Linked DNA regions of Triticum aestivum: region 2 is linked to region 1. Evidence: chromatin contacts called from public Hi-C data. All regions are on one chromosome and are shown on one strand. The core of a region is the stretch at or near the end of the contact, and the rest is flanking DNA. Distances in the headings are between cores, read along the strand shown. Region 1 holds the start of LOC123138254. Region 2 holds the start of LOC123138257.

The links. Hi-C and Micro-C count contacts between places; a contact is called where the count stands out from the background.
Region 2: a Hi-C map of leaf shows a contact between it and region 1, with 4 times the contacts expected there. The contact joins the promoter of LOC123138257 here to the promoter of LOC123138254 in region 1. A contact is called at or near these places in 2 of 5 Hi-C or Micro-C datasets (both in leaf).

Annotation. Positions count from the first base shown.
Region 1 is chr6B:603,692,581-603,698,051 of IWGSC CS RefSeq v2.1, forward strand. It overlaps LOC123138254, which reads right to left and starts at 2,323. Exons shown (of 4, transcript XM_044558195.1): 1 at 1,667-2,323. The coding sequence starts at 1,903.
Region 2 is chr6B:604,350,624-604,356,094 of IWGSC CS RefSeq v2.1, forward strand. LOC123138257 reads right to left here and starts at 2,702. Exons shown (of 5, transcript XM_044558198.1): 1 at 1,999-2,702; 2 at 451-819; 3 at 1-376. The coding sequence starts at 2,259.

The sequences.
Region 1 (5,471 bases), core at 1,073-3,572:
AGAGAACCTAGTGTCATATTATTAGGTAGGAAATGATTTTTTGGGCCAAATCAGGAAGAACATTTTAGGAAAGGGCCAAATAAGAATTATCTCGGAAAAAAACAGCAATTTGGCATATCCAAGCTGCTAAACCACAAAATCTCTACCTAATCAAGCTATCTTCTTGGTGTAAATCTGTAGAACAGCGAAAATATCCTTTGGCGAGATCAGAAAGCATAGACCCTGTTCAAGATCTAATCACACCATTACGACCTCTGTTATATTTTCTGGATGTTATTTCACAATAGACCACAGCAACACCATGATTTAGATTATTTCCTCATAAGTGAGGTGTAATAACATTTATAGTAATTCAGACGAAGCTAATGAACATTAAGTGATGGACCCAACAAACAGTTGGAAGACGGCCAGCAAGTAAAATGTCCTATCTGTACAGCTTGGGCAAGTGAGTTCTTTTTTGCCAGACTTGTCGATCTGCAACAATAACCAGCATATACAAACCTAGAAAAACTTTTTTCTAAAAAAGAAAATTATAAACTTATAATGCATCACGGAGCACAACAGCCAGAGTAAACAGCAGAAGGAGATTTCAATATACCCACGTTTTAGGTCTGGTCTCCTTTTTTTCTTCTTTTTTTCCTACTTTGGAATATAAGCTCAATAATCAGCAACTGTTTAGGAATTTCCTAGTATGTAATGCATCAGCAAAACAAACAATAATTAAAGATGTGCAAACAGAAGGTAAACCACATCTTTGTGGCAATCCAGCATAAGCAATGCATGGCTTACCATGAAACCCGTACATCCACACCAATAACCAACGTAATGTTTCTAAAATGCCTTAAACAGCATTTTATCACTTCCCATACCAACAGCAAATTATATGCTCAAAGTAAGTTTTAACATGCACGCCGACGCAGCTCTTAGCATGTTAGCACCTCGTGCTAGCACACTGTTCAAATAACCAGCTTTCCAATCAGCTTGAGCTTTTGGGTGAACTGGCCAGTGCGTGCAATTCAATACAGCATCAGAGACAAAAAGGTCTCAAGATCAAGACCTGCAGGCCACATAGGTCCCAAGTTAAGGTATAAAAGAGCCTAGACCTGATGGGAGTGTCGAAATATATTGACCAGCTTTCCCCCTCAGCTCAAACTTTTGGGTGGAATGATCAGTGCATGCCATTCAAATAGATGCAACTCAAGTTTAGACAGCACATGATTTCCTTACATGTTGGAGACCACTATCTCTAATTCCCTAGGTCCAAGAGGCAGCAGTCTAGTTACAGTATACAGATGACAATTTTCAAGCAGAAGCAGGACAACAATTACGATATTGCAGAATTATATTGACCGCCTTCCCCCCTCAGCTTGAGCCTTTGGGTGAAATGGTTGGTGAATTCAATTCACTAAGTATCCGAGACAAGAAGTCTCGTGGATGCACTATGGATAAAATAGTTATGGCCTACAATCTGAGAGGCAGAGTATTGAAATATATTGATCGACTTCCCCTTGAGCTTTTGGGCGAACCTGTTTTACCAACACATGGTTTCCTTAAGCGAGCAAAGCAATCTCCAGTTACAGCATATAGATGAAAATTTTCAAGCAGAAGCAGAACAACAATTACGATAGTGGCAAATTCCAAAGCGTATTCCCATCAGATGAGGCACCTTTACGAAGAAGTCAGGTGACACCGGCCGGGGAGAACGGACGACCTGCTGCTGCTGCTTCCGCGGCGTGGCTGGGGGAGTCGTCGGCACCGGTGGGTGGGAGGCTGTCAGCGGTGGAAGGGCACACGAGCCGGAAGGAGTGGGAGGAGAAGGTCCGTGCGCCGATGCTGGAGCTGCTGCCTCTACGCGAGCTGCCGGCCACATGTGCCGAACGAGAAGCCGCTCACCGCCGCGCATGGCCCCGCATCGACCCCTCCTCGCCGGCTGCCGGCGCCGCGCCGCACCATCACCGGATCGCCACCGCCGGCGGTAAACCCTAGCTAGCTCCGAAACCCTAGATCCGCGGGGGCTCCGTCCGGGCCGCCCGAGCCCGCGCCGAACCCGCGCCTGTGGAGGAGAGACGCACGCCGGAGACGGCGGGCCTCGGCGCGGTCGAATTCGAGCCGGAATCCGGTCCGATTGCGCGCAGGGCCGGCGCGAGAATTGGGGGTTTGGGGGTGGGGTCGGAGGGGCGGGGGCGCGGGGCGGGGCGGGCGAGGGGGGTTCGGGCGCGATCCGAGGCGGGGTGGGGGAGAAAAAAACGGCGATTTGGGGCGGAGTGAGGGGTGAGGGATCGCGGCAGAGACGGCGCGCGAGGTCGAGGGGAGAGATGGGATGGGGGATTGGGATGCGGGCTTGTGCTGCTGGGTGGAGTGGGAGGGGACGGGGGAGCAGGGGCATTTCTGACAGTTTATTACGTTCGGCGCATGCGTTGCTCGGTGCGGCTGGCTCACGCTCTCTGACCTGCCTGCCGCAGTCGCTGCGGGTGGGCCACTGTTTTGACTTGTTAGCGGGGGAAGCGGTGTCGACGTGTTGCAGCGCCCATGATACTCTTACAGATGCGGCAAGTCTCGGTTGGCCGGCTGCCGGACAGTCGGCAGTTCACCGGTCGGCCCATTTTTTATTTTTAATAAATGTGTTCCGCAACTCCTGCTGGCGAATCCGGTCCAAGGTTGTGAAGCGAAAGCAAGCGTCGGAGTTGATCACACAGAGGACAGGAGGTGCATCGTTTCGCACACGTCGTTCACGAGCCAGATCGAAACGAAACGCACACGCCAAACCTAACACTCAGGCACTCGGCCAAACCTAGCACGGCGGCGGCGGCTGGCCATGAGGACGAGACGTTTGACGAAGGGGGGCGGTGTCGACCAAGCAGATGGTCGGGCGTTGCCGCGCCGGGCGCACCGCCCAGGGAGCCACTTCTGCAGGGAGCGACGGCTGGGGGTGGGGGCTAGCGGGTTGCGTCAAGGAGCGACGGCGCAACCACATAGCAGCACGGGACATCATCGGTCCTCTGGGGCTCTGGGCAGCGTCGCAGCGAGCTTCACGTCCATCACGACCGTCGACCGGTGCAGTGTTTGGTCGCGTTTGTCATCAGCGGAGAATGGAGAGAAAAAGGAAAGAGGCTAGCAAAGCCAATTTAAAGGGGGAGGAAGAGGTATATCTTTGTGAAATTGAACAATTTATATCATGCAATTGTAGTGATTTCAGTCTTTCAGTGGTAATTTGGTGTTGTGAATTGCGGATTTGACAAAAAAATCGATGTACTTGGTAGTGGCAGCAACTCGAATCCAAGCACGCACAGAAGTGTTAATGTTTCGGCACATGCCAACTCGAATCGGGATCAAGTAAATTCCGTGGAAGTTGAGCACGGAAAATTTCATTTGTGCATTGTTAGTGTGTATTGACTGTTTGCATCGAAAAAACTTTGCTTAAGATTCCGCCCCACCTTAATTTTTTTCATCCTCCGCCTCTGACTATAGGGATGGGGGATAAGTGCTTGAGGCAATGAATCTCACAGTGAGTACTAGGGGTACAAATAAGGGTTGATCCTAGCTACGACATAGGTGTGACACTTGGATTTTACGAGTTCAGGCCCCTCATGGAGAGGTAAAAGCCCTACGTCTCGCTCCCATTAAGGCTACGTTAAAAGAGAGATGAAAGAGGGAATTATTGTAGGCGTTACTCGTAACTGCTGCCATAACTACACTTGAAGCCTAGCGTTAGCTCCTTGAATGTTGCAGGTCGTGCGACCCGTTCGCCTTCCATGTTCGAATGTTGGCAAGCTTGGCCGACTGGCGGTTGAACATCCGAGTGAGATCTCTCCATTCGAATGGATGGACTTCATCCGAGTGGATATTCAGAAATGGGCATCCAAATGCACCTATGCTTCAAGAACCTTACAATGATGGTGTGGGACATCCTAGGCAGGCCCAGGATGTCAGGTCCTTGACCTTACCCTTAGTAGGTGATCCCATAATTAGCCCCCAAATCGGTTGAGGTTTCGTAGGACGAATTAGCTGAACTCTTGACTAGGGTCGAGTGCTACGGAAGTGCTCAGAATCCGTTGCCAAGTGTCAGCCTATCGTGAACTGAGCGAAACCACAACGGGTTCTGGACTAGAGTTTCTCGACTGGTCGGGTCATGTTGACTACTGGGTAAAACTTGGTGGCACTCGTATGTCTCTGAGAAGAGATGGACTAGTGATCCAAGTGTGGACGTGCCATGAAACTCGAGCGACAATGCCGGCGTGTGGGCTGACTTTACGGAGAAATGACACTCATTATCCAAAGGAACGCCAACGCATGCCATCTTCGAGTCCAAGTTTATGAGACTCACGCGTTGGAGCCTGGAAGAAGGGCCAAGTTAATCTGTAGAGGAGCGTTGAGCTCATCCCATTGCAGTCCTGAAGTTTACTTCAGTCAGTTTTGATTGTGCATCCTAGTGGATAGTGACCCTTCGAGGGCGCTCGGCGGACCGAAGAGTGATTCTTGGGAAAGAAATCGGGTATGATCAGTCGGATCGGTTTGCGGCGGAAAATCCGTGATTTTAAAACTTGCGTGCGTGCGGGAGCGGTTACGTCGCGTTTAGTGGGGAAAGTGGGGGCATGGCGCCTCGATTTCTACCCAAAAATCTGACACGTGCTCCACTTCCTCTCCACAGCGAGTTCCATGGGCGTCGTTGGATCCGAAGATCGATGGTCATAAGTTCGCAATGTGAATTCACCCGCAGTATAAGTTAGGGACGAGCTAGGGTAAAATTACCAGATCCCCTTCTCACCCCCACCTGTCTTGATGAATTTGTCACCCATACCTCCATTCAACGCTGATACATATCCAACGTATCTATAATTTTTTATTGTTCCATGATATTATATTATCAATCTTGGATGTTTAATATGCATTAATATGATATTTTATATCATTTTTGGGGACTAGCCTATTAACTAGTGCCCAGTGCCAGTTGTTGTTTTTTCCTTGTTTTTGTCTTTTATAGAAAATCAATACCAAACAGAGTCCAAACGGAATAAAACTTTACGATGATTTTTCTTGGACCAGAAGACAACCACGACGCTTCGTGAGGAGGCCAAAAGACCCACGAGAGGGCCACAAGCCCTAGGTGTTGGGGAACGTAGTAATATCAAAAAAAATCCTACGCACACGCAAGATCATGGTGATGCATAGCAACGAGAGGGGAGAGTGTCGTCCACGTACCCTCGTAGACCGTAAGCGGAAGCATTATGACAACGCGGTTGATGTAGTCGTACGTCTCCACGATCGACCGATCCTAGTACTGAACATATGACACCTCCGTGATCTGCACACGTTCAGCTTGGTGACGTCCCACGAACTCACGATCCAGCAGAGCTTCGAGGGAGAGTTTCGTCAGCACGACGGCGTGATGACGGTGTTGATGAAGCTACCGATGCATGGCTTCGCCTAAGCACCACTATGATATGACCGAGGTGGATTATGGTGGAGGGGGG
Region 2 (5,471 bases), core at 1,452-3,951, 660 kb after region 1:
CAGTTCGATCAACTTGCATGAACTGGACTAGCTTCTCGACTGCTTCAGCATGAGGAAGCCCGCCTTTGTCTGTGAACTTCGCAATAAACTTTGTAAATGCATGCTTCATATTTTCTGCCTTTAAGTTCCCCAGTTCACCTTCTTCGACCTTAAGGGGACGATCACGGTCTCGCGTAGCTGGATCAATTCCTTGCTCAACTCTGTCCCTCTTCTTTCCTTTAGATAAAATACAATTTTGTCCATCATCCAAACCGGCCTTCTGCTGGGCAGATGACGGACTATTTAGCCGCTTCGGTGAGCGTCCACCTGACTGTACTGCAGCATGCATTTCTAACCTTGTTCTATGCAGAAGTCGATTTACTTCTTCCTGCCGTTCCTGGTTGTAAGACGCACACATAAGCCACAGAATATATAACACAGAAAAAAGAGGAAGGTAACTATAGCACTTACATTAATATAGTCTTTGTCGGTAAGCCACCATAAACACTTGTTGTCAATATCATATACACGCCGACACACAAATGAAGAAATTCCGGCTGGCAGCTCGACGCCTTTGCGTAAAAAGGCAACTTTGCAAGGATGTAGTAGAGAGACAGCAGATGTCTCGTCCTGGTGGAATGAATAGAAGATCTCGTTTGGTGCAGCGTTGAGCGGTATTGCCTTGTTAAGTTTGACGTCAGCAGATCTATAGAGCCAACTTACACGTAACTTAGGAAAGCCTTCTTCTTTTTTCTCAATCCAGCGTATTAACCCAATGAAAGGAGGAACATCAACAGCCTGAAAAAGTGCACAATCTCCAACACGAAATTCACGCCCGTCCTGTAAAGCAAATTTATACTTTTGTTAATCGTCAAGAAACATAAACATCTTCATGTCACATGGATAACTATGAAGGAGAACGTGTAACGCTCGGAGAACACGTCAAAGCAAGAAGCACAGTTAAGCATAACTGAACCAAAAATAGAAAAAAAAAATAACTCTCCGTGCAACAGCCAAACAGCTAAAAAAGTACTCCCTCCATCCCATAATGTAAGACGTTTTTTGACACTACACTAATGTCACAAAGCGTCTTACATTATGGGACGGAGTAGTAGTTGATTATCTACACGTGTCGGGTTGCAAAGGTAGCAAACATTAGTGCGACAACATATATTTCCTTAAGCTGCCAAAGGCGGAAAAAACGTTCCAGATGAGGCATGCTTCAAATCTTAATGTCAAATACACTGACTCAACGAATTAATGCACATCAAGCATGAAATAAAACATTCATAATCAAATTGCAATGGCTTACGAAAATGGATAGTACCTAACCATTAGAGCACAAAATCTGAAATTTCCATGATGATTTTTAGGCAATGTACAAAATGCTCACAACCAAGTCTGAGGTTTGTTTTCTTCATTTCTCCTATTTTCCTTGTTTAAATGGAAGATAATTCCTTATTGCCACCTTGTATTAGATTAGCAAACAAAAATAAAGCAACCAGGGATATAGAAACAGTTGGCAAAATACGTTATCTTAATGAAGTCATGAACACGACACGACTTGCACCATACGTAAACACCTTCGAATTGTATAGCTTCACCATCCAATAGACCAACGACACGCTCCAAACAATTCTTATCATGCAAGCAACAACGCGACATCTTCGACACGCCTTTACATGTGGAGTGCCAGAATTCTCACAATGAGGTGCCAAACTCCAACCATACAAAAAAAAATCTCGTTGCACCATTTAGAAGATAGCTAGGCCATTATCACCAAACGCACAACCAGCCGGCACAGATGATGTATATGTAAACTCAGCCAGGAGCATGGCAGCAACCCGAGACTACGGTAACCTCTCAACCAGGCAACAAATTCTAGTTACTTTCCATAGATTAAGTTTTGGAAGCAGAAATGATAGCCATCTGATGACTTGAGCAGCAAACTGAATTTGGTCTAAATCTGGCGGAGCTTAGCAAATCCCAAAGTGATATATCCACCAAAGTATGAGGCACCTTTAGGAAGGAGTCTGCTGAGGGCGGACGGGGTGAATCGGCGGCCTCCTGCTTGTGGGGTGCCGCCGGGGGAGTCGTCGGTGCGGGTGGATAAGAGGTCGTCCGGAGCGGTGGAAGAGACGAGCGGGGAGGAGGAGGAGGGGAGGCTGGTCCCTTTGCCGGTGGTGGAGCTGCCTCTACGCGAGTTGCCGGCCACATGTGCCGGACGAAAGGACGCCGGTCGCCGCACCCCTCACCGCAGCCTTGGCGCCGCCCATGCATAGCCGCGCATCTTCCCAGCCGCCGATCCCTCCTGGCCGAGTCCTCCCGGCGCCGCGCTGCACCATCACCAGATCACCGCTGCCGCAGGCACCGGCGGTAACCCTAGCTCGGATCCGCGGGGCCTCCCTCCATGCGCCTCCGGATCACCCGAATTCGGCCGATTCCGACGCAACGCCTGCCCGGGGGCCGCGGATCGGGGTTCGAATTCGATCGAATCGGCTCCGGCCGCGGGGAGATTTGATCGGGAATTTGGGGATTCGGGGGTGTCCGGTCCGAGAACGGGCGTCGGTCTCGATCTACGGCGAGGCGGTGGCGATGGTGGCGAAGGGGAGAGAGAAGGAAATGGCGATTTGGGGGCAGATTTGGAGGAGAGAGATGGTTATGTGGAGCACGGCACGCACAGACGGAGATGAGGAAGAGAAAGAGAAGAGCGGATGCGGGGGGCGAGGGAGGGAGAGAGAGGAAAGAGGCAGGGGCATTTCCGGCATTTCCGCCAACCGCGCACGAAGATCCCCTGCGCAGTGCGGGGCGCCGCATGAGCGAGGCCTGCGCCGCCTGTGCTGCTGCTACGTGCGGTCGCGCTCCGCCCGCCGGGTGTCGCTGAGCGGTGGGTCACTGTTGACTCGCGGTGGGCGGGGTCGGGGTGGCCGTAGCGATTCCTGCGGGCGCTGACGTGTATGTGGTGGGTGGACTCGGACAAGTGGTCTGGGCCGCGCGCGCCTGGCTCGAGGTCGCTGGTGTGCCACTGACGTCCGGATCCGGACGGGGCGGGCCCCGGGCGGTGATGGGGTGGGTGGGTGGGGGTTCGGGTGGGATCGGGCTGCGACGCGCCGTGCAAGGCGGGGCGGGGGAGGACGGCACGGCAACGGCCACAGATGCGCCACGACCGCGTGTCGCTGGCGTGTGGGGCGCCCGCTGGCTGGTAGCGATCCTCGTCGGTCCCACCCGTGGTTTTTTTTTTCTCTTTGACATGGACACCCGTGGGTTTCTGACTGAAAGTGGAGGGAGGGCCGGGGTGAAACCGACTCGGGCACGTGGACGTTCGTGTTGTTTCGCCAGGAGTGGAAATGGGCCGGGCCCTCCGCGGTTGCCGGATTCGTGTCGGCGCCTCTGCCGGGCTCCTGCCGCCGTGTTTGCTCGCGTTCGTGTATCAGGGGGATGGGTAAGTTCCGTGCTGTCTTGTAGTGACCCGTCTTCCTCGGATCCGGCGAGCTCCACCGGCAATGAAGCGGATGCAGCGCCGATGGCGATGCGCTCTTGTTTACCGGCCATCGTCGGCTCCGAAGGACGGAAGTAGTCTGTAGGTTTTACCGCATGAGCAAAATTGTCACAAAAAGTAACACGACAGATGTAAAATGCCATGTTAGTGTATCTCCAACGCTGACTCATAAATTTTCTCCGGCATCTGTCTGCAAACAGGGGAATCAGTCCATAGATATGATGTTGGAGTCCGCTATCCAATGTTGGCCGCATTGCATTTCAATAACTTTTTGAACCAACCGACTGAAATTCGTGCAAACATGGCGGATTTCATACAAAGCGGACGAAAACATTTATATTTTGGACGTATTTTAACTGAAAAGGTAAAACTATATGCATGTCGGTCGTACGGAGCTCCATTCCCACGACATGGGTACACTAGTCTACGGCCGACCACGACGGATATCTTTGTCTTCCCCATGTCCGGCAGCCCGCTCTCTTCCCTATGTCCGGTTGCGTCGCTCGTCGGAGTGGCAAAGGGGTACTTCAACCAGAGGGGAAGGGTACCTGCTCCGCTTTCGTAAAGCCGATGCGGGGCTCGATGAGCCCCGGTATATTCTTCCCCAATATCTTCCCTATGTTCGGCTACGCCGCTCATCGGAGTGGCAAAGGGGGTGCTTCAGCCGGAGGGGAAGGGTGCCTACTCCACTTTCGTGAAGCAGAGGCGGGGATCGATGAGCCCAGTGGTATACTCTTTCCTCGTTGAGGGAGTCATGGATTAGGGGTGAAGGAAATATGCCCTAGAGGCAATAATAAAGTTGTTATTTTATATTTCCTTATTCATGATAAATGTTTATTGTTCATGATAGAATTGTATTAACCGGAAACTTGATACATGTGTGAATACATAGACAAAACATCGTGTCCCTAGTATGCCTCTACTAGACTAGCTCGTTAATCAAAGATGGTTAAGTTTCCTAGCCATGGATATGTGTTGTCATTTGATGAACGAGATCACATCATTAGGAGAATGGTGTGATGGACAAGACCCATCCGTTAGCTTAGCATAATGATCGTTCAGTTTTATTGCTACTGCTTTTTTCATGTCAAATACATATTCCTCCGACTATGAGATTATGCAACTCCCGGACACCGGAGGAATGCCTTGTGTGTTATCAAACGCCACAACGTAACTGGGTGATTATAAAGATGCTCTACAAGTATCTTCGAAGGTGTTTGTTGGGTTGGCATAGATCGAGATTAGGATTTGTCCCCCCGAGTATCGGAGAGGTATCTCTGGGCCCTCTCGGTAATGCACATCATATGAAGCCTTGCAAGCAATGTGACTAATGAGTTAGTTGCGGAATGATGCATTACGGAACGAGTAAAGAGACTTGCCGGTAACGAGATGGAACTAGGTATGAAGATACCTACAATCAAATCTCGGGCAAGTAACATACCGATGACAAAGCGAATAACATATGTTGTCATAGCGGTTCTACCGATAAAGATCTTCGTAGAATATGTGGGAGCCAATGTGAGCATCCAGGTTCCGCTATTGGTTATTGACCGGAGAGGTGTCTCGGTCATGTCTACATAGTTCTCGAACCCATAGGTTCCGCACGCTTAACATTCAATGACGATTTGTATTACATGAGTTATGTGTTTTGGTGACCGAATGTTGTTCGGAGTCCCGAATGAGATCACAGACATGAGAGGAGTCTCGAAATGGTCGAGAGGTAAAGATTGATATATTGGAAGGTAGTATTTAGACACCGGAAGTGTTCCGGAATGTATCGGGTACATATCGGAGTACCGGGGGGGTTACCGACCCCCCCCCCCCCCGGGGGGGGAAGATATGGGCCATATGGGCCATAGGAGGAAGGCACACCAGCCCACGAAGGGGTGGCGTGCCCCCCACCAGGGAGGAGACCTAATTGGACTAGGGAAGGGGGCGGCGCCCTCCTTTCCTTCTCCCCATCTCCCTCCTCCCCCCTTTCCCCTCTGGTAAA